Regions from separate parts of the Sus scrofa genome. Here region 1 is linked to region 2. The links are chromatin contacts, called in public HiChIP or PLAC-seq maps. All regions are on one chromosome and are shown on one strand. The core of a region is the stretch at or near the end of the contact, and the rest is flanking DNA. Distances in the headings are between cores, read along the strand shown.

Region 1 (5,739 bases), core at 2,990-5,489, 370 kb before region 2:
GTTTTCCCATAGCTTTTTTCCCACTCCAGATCCAATGAAAGATCGCTCATTGGTTATTATATCTCCTTGATGGTTATTGGTTATTATATCTCCTTGATGAGTTATTGATGGCTTTTGGTTATTATATCTTCCTTGATGGGTTATTGATGTCTTTTGGTTATTATATCTCCTTCATGTCTTTTAAACTAAAACAATTCCCTAGCCTTTTGTTAATATTGTATGACAATTTTTATTACAGTTTTGAGGAAAATAAGTCAGTTATTTTACAGAAGGTCTCTCATTTTGGTTAAAGTGCTTTCTTCCAGGTTTTTCCATTATTCTTTCTCCAACAGTCTTTGACTAAATGGCTTTAGCTTTTGCTAATGAATCAGTTATTACTAATGGGGTTGTAAAATGATGATTCTGTGTTTCTGTCATTCTGTGTACATTTGCTAGTTGGAATCCTTCTGTTTAAAAAAAAAAAGAGCTTTCCCTTACCCCCCTTTTATTTTGTAGTTTTAGTGTCAGCATAGAAACATAGATTCTTATTTTATTCTTATGTCGTGTTCCATTCCATTATTTATTTCAATGTTCAAATTACTCAAGATCTGGCACTGGGAGTGCTGTCAAGCTGACTTCTTTAGAAAATCAGTACTAATGAATTTCCCTTTGAGTTTGGGTTTTGCAATTGGCTTTATAAGTAAGGGAGGATATGCCTTATAATATATTTTAGTTCTTAAAATTTTCAGATACTATTTTCCCTGTTCAAAATGATCTTTTTGAGTATTTTTTGACATGATATGATGGAGTTGTGATTATTTATCTTTACTCTGTCCCAGGTTCACTTGTAGCCAGTGGAAATATTTGCCAGATGTTTGGCATAGTTAGCAACATAGTACATGGCAGTGAAAGAGAGCAAAACTGATCTGCTGGTGGATTGTGAGCCCATAATTATATTTATTAACATGGTACCCTAACTTATACTGTATTATGTCTAGGAGTGCTGTATAATTTCTCTTTTATAAAGTTTCTACTAATGTATAAACATTAGTAATTCCCCAACAGAACATTCTAGGTATCCTTTTTCACTAAACTATGCGGTTTTTTAAAAGAATCTCCTCTGATTTTCTGTTTTCTATTTACCCTCTAATATTAGGATTCAAACAGGTAAATTGTCAGAATTTTTGACAACATCTTGCTGTACACATTTGAGTTTCATGGACCCTGGACCTGAGGGTAAACTGTACAGTGAAGATTATGATGACTACGATAATGAGCTAGAATCTGGTGACTGGATGAATGGCTATGGTTCAACCAATAATGGTAAGGAGACTTCACTAAGGCACTGGCCTTGCCAGACAAGAACACAAAGTATTGTTGAGCGTCTTTCTTAATATTCCTCTCTGCCAATAGTCTCACTCCTATTTAATACACCTAGATTTCTACTTTTGTTTGGCTTCACTTTTCATCCTTCTACTTACCTTTGGGTTCTGGTCTAATACCCCTGTGGTCATTCTGGAGTACAGAGTTGGACTGTCCCTTACCAAGGGTAGAGTAGATGTCTATCCTGGGTACGTAAAATGACTGGTGCTTTTAAAATGTGAGGAAGCAATGGTGAGTGAGGGATATTTAATCAAGTATGTAGTAGGAAAACTAGACACACACAGTAGTGCTTTTTGGCATAAAAATATGAAGTCCAATTAGAGTTCTTTTATATAGAATATTACAGGGACACATCAAAATCTCTAGGGAGGCCTCTGTAGTTTGAAAAAGCCAATTTGGTATACCTATCACTTTTATATTACAACCTAGACAAAGCAGAACAAAATCTAATATGCTGCTAGGAATACAAAGATGATATAGTGAGAAAGTATTTTGGGGGCATAATATTGAAAATGCCTGAGAAACACCCTAAAGTGTTAAAATGCAGGCAGGGCAAGCATTACATCATTTGAATCCCAAAGAGAGAAGGACCGATAGGAGAGAATTGTTCTAGCTATCTAAAACATGGTTGGTCTGCTTTCATTGTCTAGGTATTTGACTGTTAGCCTTTATCTTACAGGTGGTGTGTTGGAGAGAAGAAAAAATAAATTAGCTTTCCTCAGTGAACTAGCAAGTATAATCTCATATACACTAAGCCAACACACCAGCAGTCACATGGAGTATATTCTCATTTGGGCTCAGCATTTATTCTTCTAAGCACCATTTAATTTACCCTGTATTTGTTTTTGTAAGATCTAAAATAGTGTGGGAGTTCCCGTTGTGGCTCAGTGGAAACGAATCTGACTAGCATCCATGAGGACGCAGGTTCTATCCCTGACCTCGCTCAGTAGGTTAAGGATCCGTCATTGCCATGAGCTGTGGTGTTGGTTGCAGACATGGCTCCAATCCTGCATTGTTGTGGCTGTGATGTAGGCCAGCAGCTACAGCTCCGATTCAACCCCTAGCCTAGGAACCTCCATATGCCATGGGTGTGGCCCTAAAAGGAAAAAAATAACAAAAATATAAAATAAAAAACAAGGAGTTCCCGTCATGGTGCAGAGGAAATGAATCCAACTAGGAACCATGAGGTTGCGGGTTTGATCCCTGGCCTCGCTCAATGGGTTAAGGATCCAGCGTTGCTGTGAGCTGTGGTGTAGGTTGCAGACATGGCTTGGATCTGGCATTGCTGTGGTTCTGGCATTGCTGTGGCTCTGGTGTAGGCCGGCAGCAACAGCTCCAATTAGACCCCTAGCCTAGGAACCTTCATATGCCGCGGGTGTGGACCTAAAAGGACAAAAGACAAAAAAATAAAATAAAATATAAAATAGTGTGAATTTCTTTGTTGGAAGAGAACATTAAATACAGGGTAATTTCCTATTATTAGTAATATCCAAAGTCATGATATCTATCTTGGTGTACGCTGAAATATTTTGAAAACCAGACAATCATATATTGAGGATGTTTGCTATTCCATGGGTAGTTGTGATTACATCTGTAGCATTCATTCTCTTAGATTACTTTCTGAAATATACCTATCTCTTTAATGATATGTTTTACTGATTTGATATTATACACTCTGAGTCACTTTCCCACATCTCTGGGTTTACTCCTTGGTGACCTCACAATGGGAGTGTTTATTACTTGTCAGCCCATCCATGAGGAGAGCACTTCTCTATATATTATTCATAATCCTCCACTCAAATGTGTAGATTGTATTCACGGTTATAATATTTGTTATTAGGATGTCACTGAGTATGAGGTCCATTCTTGCAGCTCTACTGATTTCTATTAGTCACATCAGAGAACAGAAAGACATCTGGAAAGTTCCCTAAAGATGATCAAAATCCAGATGATGTATGACTGACATAGAAAACTTCAGTATTGATCCAAAAACTGGGCTTTTCCAGCTATAACTGTTGTAAATGTTCATGTAAACTCTGAAATGTGAGGGCATCCACAGGAGATATATATATATATATTTGGTTACCATTATCCATAGTCAGAGATAATGTTATCGAAGGTATGTTGGAGAGGGAGAGTCCAAGAGGAAAAGGACCATATCTGTCGTCTTCAACACTAAAACCTCAGCACCTAGTACACCACCTGGTACATAGTGGGCAATAAATATTTGGTGAATAAATGAAGGAGGTGACTAGAAAGAACAAACGTGTGGTCAGTAGTTCATTTGACACCCATTATTTTTTCTGTAGCAATTGCAACTGCCATTTGTAGAATCTAAATAACTCTTTTCAACTAGGCACAATGTCTGGGGGAAAGTTTTTGCCCTTCCCCACAAGTCTCCTCATACAAGTGAGAGCCAAATGGCCCTCCTCTACCACCACTGCCACCACCACTATCATCACACACATACATAGATTATGAAAAGCTCCACCTGGCCTTTAATAAGTTATACTCTTTTGGAGGGGGCCCTAATATTGTCTCAACAAAGTTGAAGAACAGGTGGGGCCTGGTAAATGGCCAAGTTTCTGAAAAATAAAACTATAAGATTGTATAATGATCACAAACATTTTTTTCCCATGAGCTAAAACAACTTATTTCTGGTGTTGTGGGCACAGGAGCCAGTCATTCTGTTTGGTGGGGTAGATTATGAAATAACTAAAATGTTTATTTTTTCTCTCCCCCCTCCTCCCACTAACCTTTCAGCTCGCTGTGGTGATGAAGTTGCTCGTTATTTAGATCACCTCTTGGCACACACTGCTCCCCATGCTAAACTAGGCCCTACCTCACAGAAGGGAGGGCTAAATCGGTTCCGAGCGGCTGTGCAAACAACCTGCGATTTAATGTCCTTGGTGACCAAGGCCAAGGAGCTGCATGTACAGAGTGAGTAATGCCATGACTCACTGGAGTCAGGAACAGGATGACGTGAAGCCCAGGATGGGGGTGGGGTGTTTATTACAGTGTAAGCAGGAACTTTGTTTTGTTCACTTCTTTATCCCCAGCATCTCACACAGCACTTAGAAGATATTAGACACTGAAATATTTGTAAAAGTAATGAATTGGGTTTAGTTTAACCAGTTACATAGCAAGAAGAGACAGAACAAAAAGGATGGTGCATATTCAGTATTAATACACAAGTATTAAAAGACGGAAATGATTTTTCTCCTTCTAATTTGGAAGTAATTTCATTTAAAGAGGAAAGCATTGTAGATCATTACACGATAGCCTTGCAATGGAGAGGGAGATAGTCTCCCGTAAGTAAGCTACATCTGGTTCCTTAGGCCAGCTGTAACTTATACAGTCAGTTGTTCCAGCAGCATAGAGCTGTATTTGTCAACTATAGTATCATTCTTTTAACAACTTTGCCATTCTCCTCCCCAAGACCACTACCCTCCTTCAGTAATATTTGCAGTGAAGAATCTCTTTTCTACTACACATTGCTCAGAGTAGTCACAGTTCTTAAGAGTGTTCAGTACCTTATGGTAGCTGCATATGAAGGGACAGAAGGGCTCCTTGGCCACACCTAGAGGACCTAAATGTTAACATTTCACAGATGACAAAATGATTGAGATGCATGCTCTTACTGTCTAAAATTCTATTGACCATTACTAACCAAAGATATTAAACATGATCATTGAGGGATCATTTAACATTTAGGCTAGGGAAAAGCTTAGCATACATAGCCTTCGTATATGCTTCCTTGACAAAGGGCTTATGCAAAGATAGCAGCTTTATTAAGCCATACTTGTATATTGTGAATCAGGAAACTTGAGCTTAATTCCCAGCTCTACTACTTACTTTGCTTGAACAGTTACTTGAGCTCTGTATCTCTCTTTCTGTATCTATAAAATGGCAAAAATGACAAGAGAGTCTCTCCTTAGAGGTTATGGTAAGTATGTCAACAATGAACCGTAAGTAAAAATCTTAGGAATATCTCAAAATTAGTCAGAAAGTACACTTTTTAATTCCCTAGATGAGAATCAAGGAAGTCCAACTGCCTGCAGCCAGATATTCTCCTAGAAGAGTCCAGAAAAGATAAAAATGTAACTGGGTTCTTTTTGTAATATGTGGTGTTATATTAAAGTAATGAGATATCACCATTGTAGTACTGATTACATTCATAGAATTTAATATCTTATATGCCCAGCTGATGCTTCAATTCTAGACATTGCATTCAAAAAAGGTTGATTGATTGATTGAACATACTTTGATTTATAGGACATTCATATTTCTTTTCTTTGCTATTACCAATAAAAGGTAAATTTCTCATTCTTGTTCTATAAAGAACCAACCCATATGTAACTTCACTGTTGAGGTCAA
Region 2 (5,842 bases), core at 2,131-4,630:
AGGTATGACTTTTTAATAATCAGAAGAATGAAGATCAAAAGGTTGGAAAACACTTAGCAAAGATGCGAGGAAAAATCACCCTCATATATTGTTGATGGGAATGTAAGTTCACTCATCCCTTGTGAAGGGCAATTTTGCAGGTTCTATCAAATTGAGAAAGCTAGGAGTTCCTGTTGTGGCACAGCGGAAATGAATCTGACTAGTATCCATGAGGATGAGGGGTTGATCTTGGGGATCTGGTATTGCCGTGAGCCGTGGTGTAAGTCGCAGACACGGCTCGGACTCCTGAGTTGCTGTGGCATATGCCAGCAGCTACAGCTCTGATTCACCCCCTAGCCTGGGAACTTCCACATGTTGAGGGTGTGGCCCTAAAAAGCCAAAAAAAAAAAAAAAAAAAGAGGAGAAAGCTACATACACTTTGACCTAACAATTCCACTTTTAGAAAATTATCCAACAGATATCCTCACACATATTCACAAAAATGCACGTACCAGGATATTTATTGCCGCAATGTTTGCGACAACAAAAGATTGGGGAAAATATCCATCAACAGGGGACTGGTCCATTAAATTAAAGTGCACTCTTATAATGGAAAATATACAGTCATTAAAATAAAGGGAGCTCTTGGAGTTCCCTGGTGGCCTAGTGGTTGAGGACTCTTCACTGTAAACTTGAGGGGCAGATGCAGCCAAAACAAAACAAAACAAAAACAACAAAGGAAGTTCTTGATGTTTTTATTTTTTAACTTTTTAACTTGAGATGAAATTCACATAAGATTAACTTCAGTATTTTAACCATTTTAAAGTATAAGATCCAGTGTTTTCATGTTTTGATAGGAAACACCCTCCAGATATATTGATAAGTGCCTACCCTCACCTCACTTACCTTCTTTTCCTACCTCTGCTGGTGAAAATAGGAGCGACTTTTTCTGATGGGCACCTTCGAAAAGCTTCTGTGACCAAGGAGGCTGAGTGGGTTTGTTGCTAGGGAAAGGTGGTACTAATGGAAATATTAATCAGTGGTTCTCAGACTGTTGCATTTTAGTGTTACCTGGGGAGATTTAAAAAATGCCATTGCCCAGGGAGTTCTCTTCGTGGCTCAGCAGTTAACAGACCCGACTAGGATCCATGAGGATTCGGGTTTGAGCCCTGGCCTCGCTCAGTGGGTTAAGGATCCAGCATTGCTGTGGCTGTGGCATAGGCTGGCAGCTACCACTCTGATTTGACCTCTAGCCTGGGAACCTCCATATGCCAAAGGCACAGCCCTAAAAAGCAAAAAAAAAAAAAAAATGCCCTTGCCCAGGCCCCACCTCTAGAGATTTTGATTTAATTAGTCGGGAGCGGGGCCTGGGCATGATTTTGAAAATTGAAGTATAATCAACACACAGTAAAATGCATAGGTCTTGGAGTTCCTCTATGGTTCAGTGGGTTAAAGCCCAGTGTTGTCATTGCTGCAGCTCGGGTCACTGCTGTGGTATGGGTTCAGTCCCTGGCCTGGGAATTTCCACATGCTGCAGGTGTGGCCAAAAAGAAAAAAAAAAACGTGCAGTTCTTAAGCATATAGTTCAACAAATTGTGATAATCGTAGGTACCTGTGTAACCACTGCCCCAACAAAACATAGACCATTTCCATCATCCAGTCCCAGTCAATCCCCTAGCCCTGCCAGAGGCAACCACCATTCTGATTTCTATTATAGATTCATTTTGATTGTTCTTGAAATGCATATAAATGGAATCAAGCAGTAGGTAACGTTTTGAGATTGGTTTCTTTCATTTAGCATAATGGCTTTGCAATTCATTCAAACTGTTGCACTGATCAACTTCCCTTTATTTTGCCTGTGCCTGTGGCTGTGGAAGTTCCTGCGCCAGGGATTGAAGCCATGCTGTAGCAGCAACCTAGGCCCCTCCCATGACCACCCCAGATCCTTAACCCACTGCATCACAAGGGAACCCCCTCAACTTCCTTTTTTATTGCTGTGTGGTATTCCCTTGTATGGGTACATCAACATTTGTTTATCCATGCACATATTCCAGGACATTTGGGCTAGGTATATATTTGGGGGAGGTCATCATTTTATTACTGATTTGTAGGAACTCTTTATATTTTCTGGATACTAGTCCTTTGTTAATGTATTGTAAATATAGCCACTGTTTTTATTTTTATTTATTTATTTTTTGTCTTTTTGCCATTTCTTGGGCCACTCCCCCACGGCATATGGAGGTTCCCAGGCTAGGGGTCTAATTGGAGCTGCAGCCACCGGCCTACGCCAGAGCCACAGCAACGTGGGATCCGAGCCGTGTCTGTGACCTACACCACAGCTCACGGCAATGCTGGATCATTAACCCACTGAGCAAGGGCAGGGATCGAACCTGCAACCTCATGGTTCCTTGTCGGATTCGTTAACCACTGCGCCACGACAGGAACTCCCTAGCCACTGTTTTTTAAAAGATTCCCCAGTGATTCTAACATGAATCTAAGGTTGAGAAATCCTGGTACACTAAAGATTAGCTGCAGAGACATCATTCCGCAGATTTTATGGGTCCCCAAATCTGCCCACTGGCAACTATGGCAGAGGATTGGTTTTTCAATCTGTGTGAATGTCTAGGGCTGTCAGGATTTTAGGAATGAGGGGTGCCTTGTCATTCTTCCTCCTGTGGATCTGTCTGGCTTCTTGGATAGGCTTATTCATCACAACTATTCTCTTATCCTCTGATGTGAGACCTTAGGTCAGTCTTTTCTTGTCTCCACCCTAACATTTTCCTCGTGTTCGACTTGACCTTATTGCTTGACCCATTTCTACCACTTGGAGATGATGTGTGTCAAAGGGACAAAGACAGGTTTTCTCCTGAATGGAGCAAGCTGTGTCTCAGGGGCACAAGGAGTGTGACCTTCTGTATCTCTTCCCAGGCATTGTCCCCAGTCTGCCTATCTACTCACTGAAAGGGAGAATCATTTTCTAGTCACTTTGGCAACTATCCACCAAGGAGCTGGGAGTTGATAGCCTGATCCTGGTGTCTTTGAATCTGCTGTGTACTTGCTGCATGACCTTGCATAATGCAATTTGCCTCCCTGAGTCTTGGTTCCTATGATTGGTAAAGGAGAACAGTTATTTATCACTTGTTGTGGGGGAAATGCCTGGCATAAAGTAGATGCTCACAAAGCCATTAGTTCCCTCGAAAGGGGAGCTGGAAAAGCTTGGCTCTAGGAGCAGTGCAGCTGGGCTGTGAGAGGAGCTCTCTGCTTGGGGATTTGCCATGCCCTCCACATGCCTTGGTGTCATGTATCTGTCCCATCCCTCCACACCTTCAGAGGCCTAGACTGGCCAAGGTCCCTCCTGCTGTGTTGTCCTCACCCTGCCCTTCTTGGCTGATTTGAACAGAGTGTCCCACGAAGGCCCCTAGGCTCTTTAAGCTTAGAGCAGATGGCTGGGAAGCCAATTCTCTGGGACATACAGTTCCTGACTCAGATCTGGGCAGGGGGCCAAGGCCTTCGAAGGGCTGGAGGAAAATGTAACCCTCATCCCTCACTCAAGAGCTTGTAATTTTTACTCTCTGTCTCTTTTAGTGTCAAAGAAGAAAGGAAAAGGGCCACAAAGGTTAAGATTAAGTCCCCCCTGGAAGTCCCTTCTTTGGCTGGCACCAGGGAGGAGCCTTGATTCCAGCTTTTGGGAGAGGGGCCCATCCATGTAGGGAGGGTTTCTCTGCTGCTCCAGGAGGGCGAGGAAGCTGACAAGAAACTCACCAGAGTTCCCAGAAATGCCCTTGACCTGGGGAACAAGGGGGTATAGGGTATCCAGGGAGTCTACCAAAACTCAGCGCTGGTTGGAGCCTGTCCATCTTACAGCCAAGCATGGGTGGTTTTGTCCCAGCAAAGATTTGGGAAGGGACTAGAAAAGAAATATCCTATTCCTGGGTGTAGTCTCAGATTCCTCTACTACGCTATTTCCAGGTCTGTTCTTTTTTTTTTTTTTTCCAGGGCCTCACCTGTGGCATATGGAAGTTCGCAGGTTAGGGGTTGAATCAGAGGTACAGCCAATAGCCTACATGACAGCCACAGCAATGCCGGGGATAGAACTCACATCCTCATGGATACTAGTTGGGTTTTTAACCCGCTGAATCACAACAGGAACTCCAGTTTTCAGGTGCATCTTGAGGCAAATTCAAGAGGGAGACAGGGCAATGCTGGCAAGAGGGGCCATTGGACCTCCCCTCTTCCCTGGTTCCTAGTCCCCATTATCTCTTTGAATGTATCAGTCCTACCCACAGCCTCATTCAAGTTCTTCAACATGGTGCCCATTGCTCTCCTTTAGGATTCGTGAATTGATTGATAAATTCATCCATCCCTCTAACAAATATTTACTTACTAGCTACTATGTGTAAGTACTTGCTAAGCTCTGTGAAGCTGTAACTGTGCAAGACAGATCTGTCCTTCACAGAGATCACGTGATCATGGGGGAGCCAGAGAGGTAATCAGGCCACTACATTCCATGGACTAAATCCAAAGATAAAGGCAGGGCATGGCACATTGTGTCATAGAGGACCACTGATGGTCAGGATCATGAAAGGTCCTTGAAAGAAGGGAGATCTAAGAGCCAAGGGGTGGATAGGAGGATAATGAGACACAAAGGAGGGGAAGAAAGTCCAGAGAGAGGAAACAGCATGTGAGAAGGCCTAGAGGCAAGATTTGAGTAAGTGGAGGTAGTTCAGTTTGAGAATATTGTGATGTGTGATGTGTGATGTGTGATGTGTGTGTGGTGTGTGTGTGTGTGTGTGTGTGTGTGTGTGTGTGTGTGTGTGTGTAGGGGCCGTGAAAAATGCAAGAGAAGCAGTCAGGCGCCAGATCAGGGAGGTCTTATAAGCCATAGTGAGGAGGAAGGATTTGATTTTGAGGGCAAGGAGGAGGCCTTGAAGGGGTTAGACCAGCCTAGGACACAATCAAATTGGTGGGTTATTTTTGGTTTTTTTTTGGCCATGCCCTTGGCATGTGGAAGTTCCCGGGCCAGGGTCTGAACCCACACCACAGCAGCAACCTGAGCCACTGCAGCAACAACACTGGATCCTCAATTGCTAGGCCCCTGAGAACTCCAGATTGGTATTTTAGCAAGATTACTCTGGTTTCTGGGTGCGGAGACAGTAGGGAGCTGGTACACATATAAAAGCAGGCAGAAAGTCAGGAGGCTATGGTAGTGAGCCAGGCAAGAGATGATGGTAGCATGGACCAGAATGTGGCAGTGGAGATGGAAAGAAGTGTTCAGATTTGAGATATATTTTGGAGGTAGAGCCAACAGGACTTATTGGTAGATTGGAAAGATGCCTCCCAATTTCTGACTCTAACGTTAGGCTGTTGGTAGTGCTGTTCCTGGAGATGGGGAATACTGAGGGAACAGGTCTGGGGAGGGCAGGAAATGAGTTCAGTGCCATGTTGAGTTTAAGCTTCTAGGAAGTCATGTCCGGTATCCAGCTGGGCGTCTAAGTCTGAAACTCAGGAGAGAGGATGAGGCCAGACAGAGAATTGTGCTGTCTTGGGAGTGGATGAGGTAGCCTGAGGAGAGTGGAGAATGCCATGTTTTTTTTGCAGCAGCAACTGTCCTTCTCTCCCCTTTGGTGGCTGCTTCAGCCTAAACTCTAGAAAGCAGTTTAGGAAGCACTCATTAGATTTAGCAGTTTAGTGCAAAGACCCTGTGGATAGTCCTAACTCTTGGCTCCCTCTTTCCTCTCTGTTCTTGTCATTTCCACAGCATCTTGGGCTGACTTTACCAGTTTCCAATAAGAATTTATCCAGCCTGGGGGCCAGGCCAGCTGCCATTCTTAGGAAATTTGGTTTCCAGCTCCCCCTGCTGGCA

What was found. HiChIP or PLAC-seq counts read pairs in DNA pulled down with a chosen protein or histone mark.
Region 1: a contact with region 2 is called in an H3K27ac HiChIP or PLAC-seq map of skeletal muscle, with 4 times the contacts expected there. The contact joins two enhancer-like sites. A contact is called at or near these places in 1 of 47 Hi-C or Micro-C datasets (embryonic fibroblasts) and 1 of 2 datasets of contacts at active chromatin or transcription factors (skeletal muscle).

Annotation. Positions count from the first base shown.
Region 1 is chrX:58,496,926-58,502,664 of Sscrofa11.1, reverse strand. It overlaps PHKA1 (phosphorylase b kinase regulatory subunit alpha, skeletal muscle isoform), which reads left to right. Exons shown (of 32, transcript XM_021080697.1): 18 at 1,136-1,302. Among named protein-coding and RNA genes, the nearest start is that of HDAC8, 49 kb to the right of the region's middle. Within about 2 kb of position 4,239, at least 23 of the 83 cell types and tissues checked have an H3K27ac peak or open chromatin away from gene starts, as enhancers often do. A contact at or near this core is called in skeletal muscle, where this site is marked.
Region 2 is chrX:58,123,194-58,129,035 of Sscrofa11.1, reverse strand. No RefSeq gene overlaps it. Among named protein-coding and RNA genes, the nearest start is that of ERCC6L, 8.2 kb to the right of the region's middle. Within about 2 kb of position 3,380, at least 10 of the 83 cell types and tissues checked have an H3K27ac peak or open chromatin away from gene starts, as enhancers often do. A contact at or near this core is called in skeletal muscle, where this site is marked.